2 separate regions of the Sus scrofa genome follow, and region 2 is linked to region 1. A link is a contact called in public HiChIP or PLAC-seq data. All regions are on one chromosome and are shown on one strand. Each heading gives the region's core, a stretch centred on a gene start, on an enhancer-like site or on the middle of the called end of the contact. The rest is flanking DNA. Distances are from core to core; before and after follow the strand shown. Region 1 holds the start of LIMK1 (LIM domain kinase 1). Region 2 holds the start of CLIP2 (CAP-Gly domain-containing linker protein 2).

Region 1 (3,050 bases), core at 321-2,820:
TCCCGTCGTGGCGCAGTGGTTAACGAATCCGACTAGGAACCATGAGGTTGCGGGTTCGGTCCCTGCCCTTGCTCAGTGGGTTGATGATCCAGCGTTGCCGTGAGCTGTGGTGTAGGTTGCAGACACGGCTCGGATCCCGCGTTGCTGTGGCTCTGGCATAGGCCAGTGGCTACAGCTCCGATTCAACCCCTAGCCTGGGAACCTCCATGTGCCGCGGGAGCGGCCCAAGAAATAGCAACAACAACAACAAAAAAAAAAAAAAAAAAAAAAAAAACCTGCGTCCTCATGGATACTAGCCAGATTCTTAACCCCCTGCACCACAACAGGAACTCCCTCTTCGCTAGTCTCACAGTCTTCAATCTCTGCCTTTTTTTTTTTCTTCCTTTTCTAGGGCCACTCGCAGGGCATATGTAGGTTCCCAGGCTAGTGGGTCTACTCAGAGCTGTAGCCACCGGCCTACACCAGAGCCACAGCAATGTGGGATCCGAGCTGCGTCTGCGACCTACACCACAGCTCACGGCAACGCCAGATCCTTAACCCACTGAGCAAGGCCAGGGATCAAACCTGCAATCTCATGGTTCCTAGTCAGATTCGTTAACCACTGCACCACAACAGGAACTCCAATCTCTGGCTTCTTTTCAAGAATCTTTTGTGGCCACAAGTCCATTCTGTAAGGGTTAGTTGTAGATTCTTCAGCTGTTGGCGGGGTGCTCCAGGCTCCCAGTGCTGGACTGAGCACCGTGTGCTTTAGGGACCGCCCAATTCCTCTGGCCACTTCACTCAGCCAAAACCCCATCCAGCTGTGCCCCCTGAACCAGGGGCAGGGCGGCGCCAGCTCCCGGTCTCCAGCACTAGGAGAAGCAAATCCCTGAGCTCAGGTGTCACATCCTCCCCAAGGTCCTGCTCCCTTAGCGCCCCTGCCTAGCTGGTGAGGGCCTGAAACGTGGCCATCTCCTTCCCCCCGTCCCTGCCGGAGCCTGCCTTCACTGGCAGGCCTCAGAGAGGGAGAGGACCTGGCAGGCGCCCCTCCCTGAGGCAACCACTACGGTCCTCAGGGTCCAGAACTTCTCCTCCGGGTCAGGTCTCGGTTCTAGGTTCTATCCAGCAGGCTTGGGGTCAGAGGCGCTCCCCGCGGGGAAACTGAGGCCCCTAATTGGAGTTTCTACATCCCCTAGGTTGTCGCTGAATCAGAGCACGTATCCCACCTAAGCCGCAGCTTTCCGCTTGGCTCGGGGGCGCCGAGCAGAGAATTGCCGTTCAGGAAAGATGAATGAAAGCAGGAGCCGAGCCGAGCGGGGCCGGGCGGGGCGGGGCGCCGCTGAAGGCGCGGGGCGGGGCCGCGCAGGGCAGATCCGCCGCTCGCCCGCGCCCCGCCCCGCCCCCGTGCCGCAGCTCCGAGGCCCCGCCCCGGCCCGCCCCTCCGCTTGGTGCCCAGGCCGCCGCGGCGCGGAGCCGGTGCCGGTGTCCGAGAGGCGGCGGCGGCGCCGCGAGCCCCGAGCCCACTCCGGCCCGGCCCGCGCTCTCCGCCCCCGCCTCCCGGGCCGGCGGCGGCGGCGGCGGCGGTGGCGGCTGCGGGCGAGCGCACCGGGCCCGGGCCGCCCCCAGCCCCAGCCCCGCCGGGCCCCGCCCCCCGCCGAGTGCATGAGGTTGACGCTACTTTGTTGCACCTGGAGGGAAGAACGTATGGGAGAGGAAGGTGCGCGGGGCGCTGGCCGGCGGGACGCCGACCCCGGGGCCTGGCGGGCGGGGGCGCCGCGCGGGGGAAGACGGGGAAGCGGGGGGCACGGGAGGGGGCCGGGCCGGGCCGCCGTGGAGGCCGGGTCTGCCGCCGGGCCGCGCCCCTGTGTCCTCCGGGATGAGCTCGTCCTTCCGAAGCCCGTAGGCCCCTCCCTGATACGCTCCCATCCCGTTTCCCCCTCCTCGCCCGGGTGGGCTGCCCTCCCGCGGGCGGAGGGCCCCTCCTCCCTTTCATCCCTACCTTCTCCCATCCCCCGACCCACGACCACCCCGGAGGAATCCCTAGCACCGCCTGCCCAGCCCTTACCCATTCTCTAGCCCGTTTGGGAAAGAAGAGATGCTGGGGAAGCCGCAGTTCTGGGTCCGAGGCGCAGCCCCGCGCCTGGCCGACTCGTGACCTTGAGCCAGGCGCTACCGGCCAGGCCTCAGTTTACCCTTTTGGACAGTTGGGCCCCGGTCCTCGTTGTTGGGAGCCGGGTGGGCAGAGCAGAGGTGCGCCTGCATGGAACCTTTGGCTGTGTACTGGGGCCCCCAACCCCTCTCTCTGCACCAAACCTAGTGCCTGCCAGTCTTGGCTGGGAGGATGACTCATAATAGCGTCCTCTAGCGTCCCTTGCCCCTACTGGGCCCCAAGCCTTGGCCTTGCAGGACAGTTAGGGTATGAAGCCCCCCCACCCCAGATTCCCTCCATGGGGTCTTCTTTCCCAGCTTTCTGTTGCTGAGCCACCTCATAGGCCTTCCTGTTCCAACAAAGATCCTACTGTGCTGGCCCCTCCAGCCCTGCCCTCTCCTAGGACTCCTGCCAGCCTTCCCCCAGGTCTGTGAAGGCCCACTTGGAGCAGGGGCCCACCTTATGGTAGCCCCTGGGTCTCTAGGTCCTCTTGGAGGGTCTTGGAGCCTGGCTAGTGACCCAGCCAGCCTTACCCTTTCCAGGGTTCAGTCTCCCCATCTGTATAACAGGAAGGGGCAAGCTGGGGGATCTCTAGGGCCCACCCAGCCCCAAGGGTGCCAGGCCCTAAGGATGACTAAGCATGCCTAGAGGCCAGCTTGACCAGGTGCCAGGCCTCCCCGGAGCAGGTGTCTGGGATTGCTCAGCCCTGTGGCCCTGGCCCCTTGTTAGGCCAGGGCATAGCCAGGCCTTCCATAGCTCTGTCCGGTCCCTGCCCTTTGAAGGGTCCACTTCCTGGGCAGGCAGGGGAGGAAAGGGAGCTGTGACAGGAGTGCCACTGCCTTATTTCTAAATCATGCTGCTTTCTCTCTCCCCATTTTCTCTTGCCGGACCCTGCGTTGAAGAATGCCATTGCTGGAGGGCA
Region 2 (3,050 bases), core at 249-2,748, 170 kb after region 1:
CTAGTCGGATTTGTTACTGCTGAGCCACAGCAGGAACTCCCTAATTGCATTTTATAGGTGGGGAAACTAAGGCCCAGAGAGGACTGCCCATTAGCTAGTAGGCGACGGAGCTGGATTCTTACCACTGCACTTTGCTTCAGGTCTTATTTCTTAGTAGCAAGACCTTGCATCCCGGAGGCCTGGAACAATTCACCTCCGGTTTCCCGAACACAGCCCTCCCGCTCCTTTCCCATCCCATCGACCCCTCCTCCCGAAGCCCGCCCTCCGCTGGGCTCACTCCTCACCCTCCTCCCGCCTTGGTCTCCAGGTCTGGCTCCCCGCACTCACCGGGGGCCTCCTTAGGGCTGGTCCAGTGCCCAGCCTCTGTCATCAATCCCATGACCTGTTTGTTGGAGGCACCATCCCCACTTTATCCTTGGGGAAACTGAGTTCCAAGAGGTTAGCTCATTTCTCAAAGGTTCTGGATACCAGGGTTGTAGAGGGCTGGTTGGTGGCAATTTAGCAAATTCATCCATTCAACAAGTGTCGACCCTGGGCCAGGCACTTGGGCTGGGTGCCTTAAGGGCATAAAAACAACAGTTGGTGTACAGCCCGGGCCTCCCCCACCACACCCACAGGCCCATGCTCACGGGGGATGGAGGTGAAATTGAGATGGGCTTTGAAGGGGAAGGATGATTTGTCAAAAGAGAAAGGGGGGAACCATCTAGGGGAAAGGAACTGAGGTTAGCTTAGCCAGGGGGAGGGGGAGAACAAAGGCACAGCCGCCAAACACAGCCAGGCACATTGGGTGCTGGGATTCAGTTCCTTCCCATTCCTGGGCTGCCGCTTCGTCTCTGCCCCTGAGCTGTCCAGGGCGGGCAGGCGGATGGCTGTGTCAATCTTCCCAAATCGCTGGAGACAGCTTCTGCCCGGGGAGGAGGGTACAGGCTTCAGTCTGGATCCCGGGTACCACTTTTTCCAAACACGTGTCCGGAGCAAATCACCAAGACACTGGTGCCATTCGTCCCCACCCTTTCTGGCCTCCGGACAGCTCAGGAAGACCTGGAGTTCGCACCGCAGCGACGCTGTTCCCTCCTCATCCCTTCCTGTCCAGTTCAAACGTCACCTCCCCTGTGAAGCCTTCCCGGAAACTCCAGGAACCTCTCCTCCCTCTCCGCAGCTTCCAGAGCTTCCGCCTCCCCTGGTCTGAGACACCCCTGTGAGCAGAGCAAGGCTGGAGGATGTGTTTTCGCTAAACACGACTGAAGCCCCAATAGGTGCCCAGCGCCGAGGTGGGGGCTGGCGCGCTTCGGGCGCCGCGCGGTTGACCGCCCGCCGCTAGGAGCGGTGGACCAGCCTCGGCGGCGTTTTCCGCCCGCCCGCCCCCTTGCGGCGCCGCGCCGCGGCCCGAGAAACGCGAGGCCGCGCGATCGCTCGCCTGACCCCCGCCGCGCCAGGCCCCGCCCTCCCGCGCCCGCCCCAGCGCCGGCCCCTTTTGTTCCCTCCCGGAGCCGGGCCGCTCGCTCCGCTCCCGCTCAGCTCCGCTCGGCTCTGTCGCGGGGAGCGCAGGCGGCGTCCGGGGCTGCCTGGGTCAGCGCCTCCCGCCTTTCCGCCGCCGCCGCCGCTCGGCCCGCCCCACACGCGGCGCGAGGCCGGGGCCCGCCGCGCGAACGCGGAGTCTTCGGCGCCAGGAGGGGCTGCAGCCGGTGGGCAGCGGCGCGCCGGGAGGGGCCGCAGCATCCTCTGCCCCCGCGGCACCCGGGCCGGGAGAGGAGAGGGCCGGGCGCCCGGCCGCCCACTGCTCAGCCTGATGCTCGAGGGGCGAAGGTAGGAGCAGCCGGAGGGACCCCGAGGGAGGGGGCTCGCCGGGCAACAAAGGACCGGAGGATGGGGAGGCGGTGGCAGCCCGGGCCTGGTCCGAAGCGGGGTGGCCGGCCCGGAGGCGTTGTCGGGGCGTGGGAGAGGCCGAAGGGTCGGGGGCGGTGGGTGGGCGTGAGCGGGAGCTGGTCCTAGGGTGCACCCCCAACTTCCCTGTCGCCTGCAGGCGAGGAGGGGGCGTTGCTGGCGTTGGGGAACCCTTCTCTGGCTGCTGGTCCCCTCGGTGAAGGCATCACCCGCACGCTCTGTGCCCCCAGCGGGGGTTCGGCGCAAATGCTGAGGGGTTGCTTTCACCTGGCTCCCCTCTCCCAAGGGCAGCGCCGGGTGGCTGAACGTGCCATACGGCTCTGGGTTCCCAGGCGTGGGAGAGCCGATCCCAGTGGGCGCGGCCACTCGGTGCCCTTCTCCAGAGGGGTCTGGGGCGACACGAAGCCCCCGCCCCGCCGGTTGGGGTCGCCTGGCCGCCTGACCGATGCCCTTTGCGAAACTTGGTTAAAGTGCCTGGCAGAAGGAGCTAAGGGGGGACTGGGATGGGGCGGCTTCCCGCAGGGGTGGCCCCCCCCAAAGCTGGCGCTCGTGGCTGGTGAGGCAGCACATTTTCTGCCCTCCCCACAGGGAGGGGCCGTGGCCGCGCGCGCGGAGGATGCTTCACTTGGCCTCCAGGGCCCGCCCGTTGTTTGGGTCCTTCAGGCGGGGCTTGGGCAGGGCGGATGCCCACTGGGCACTGCCACGCAAGCTCCAGAGCCACCCTGGGAAGGATGGGCAAAAGGGACATTTTGGTTGGGGGGAGTCACACACCCAGCTGCGAATCCTCCAACCTCTGAGATGCCACCTTTCTCTTCCGGATGAAAAATGGGGGTCCGAGGTGAGGGGGCTGCCCTCACCCCTGTAAGATGCCCCAGCGACGAGTGGGGTGGCGGTAGCCTAGGGCCGCGGGCAGAGGAGGAGGAGGGTGCAGGGAGTACCACGTGGGGCAAGACTCCCCACCAGTTGTAATGTAAACAATGAGCCCTTCATTCATCCAGCTGCTTTCACCTGGCCCAGCACTGCCAGGGGCTGGCAGGTTACACAGCCCAGCAGCCTCTGATGAGAGCAGTGATGGGGGAGCTGGGAGCAGAGGAGGGGCACCTGGAGGAAGGGGTGGAGCAAGAGGCTTGATAGAGCCCCGTGTTAAAAGTTTGCTGCCAGGATGC

What was found. HiChIP or PLAC-seq counts read pairs in DNA pulled down with a chosen protein or histone mark.
Region 2: a contact with region 1 is called in an H3K27ac HiChIP or PLAC-seq map of alveolar macrophages. The contact joins the promoter of CLIP2 here to the promoter of LIMK1 in region 1. A contact is called at or near these places in 1 of 5 promoter capture datasets (fetal skeletal muscle), 2 of 47 Hi-C or Micro-C datasets (embryonic fibroblasts and skeletal muscle) and 1 of 2 datasets of contacts at active chromatin or transcription factors (alveolar macrophages).

Annotation. Positions count from the first base shown.
Region 1 is chr3:11,251,250-11,254,299 of Sscrofa11.1, forward strand. LIMK1 (LIM domain kinase 1) reads left to right here and starts at 1,571. Exons shown (of 16, transcript XM_021086335.1): 1 at 1,571-1,696. The coding sequence starts at 1,642.
Region 2 is chr3:11,417,948-11,420,997 of Sscrofa11.1, forward strand. CLIP2 (CAP-Gly domain-containing linker protein 2) reads left to right here and starts at 1,499. Exons shown (of 16, transcript XM_021086342.1): 1 at 1,499-1,806.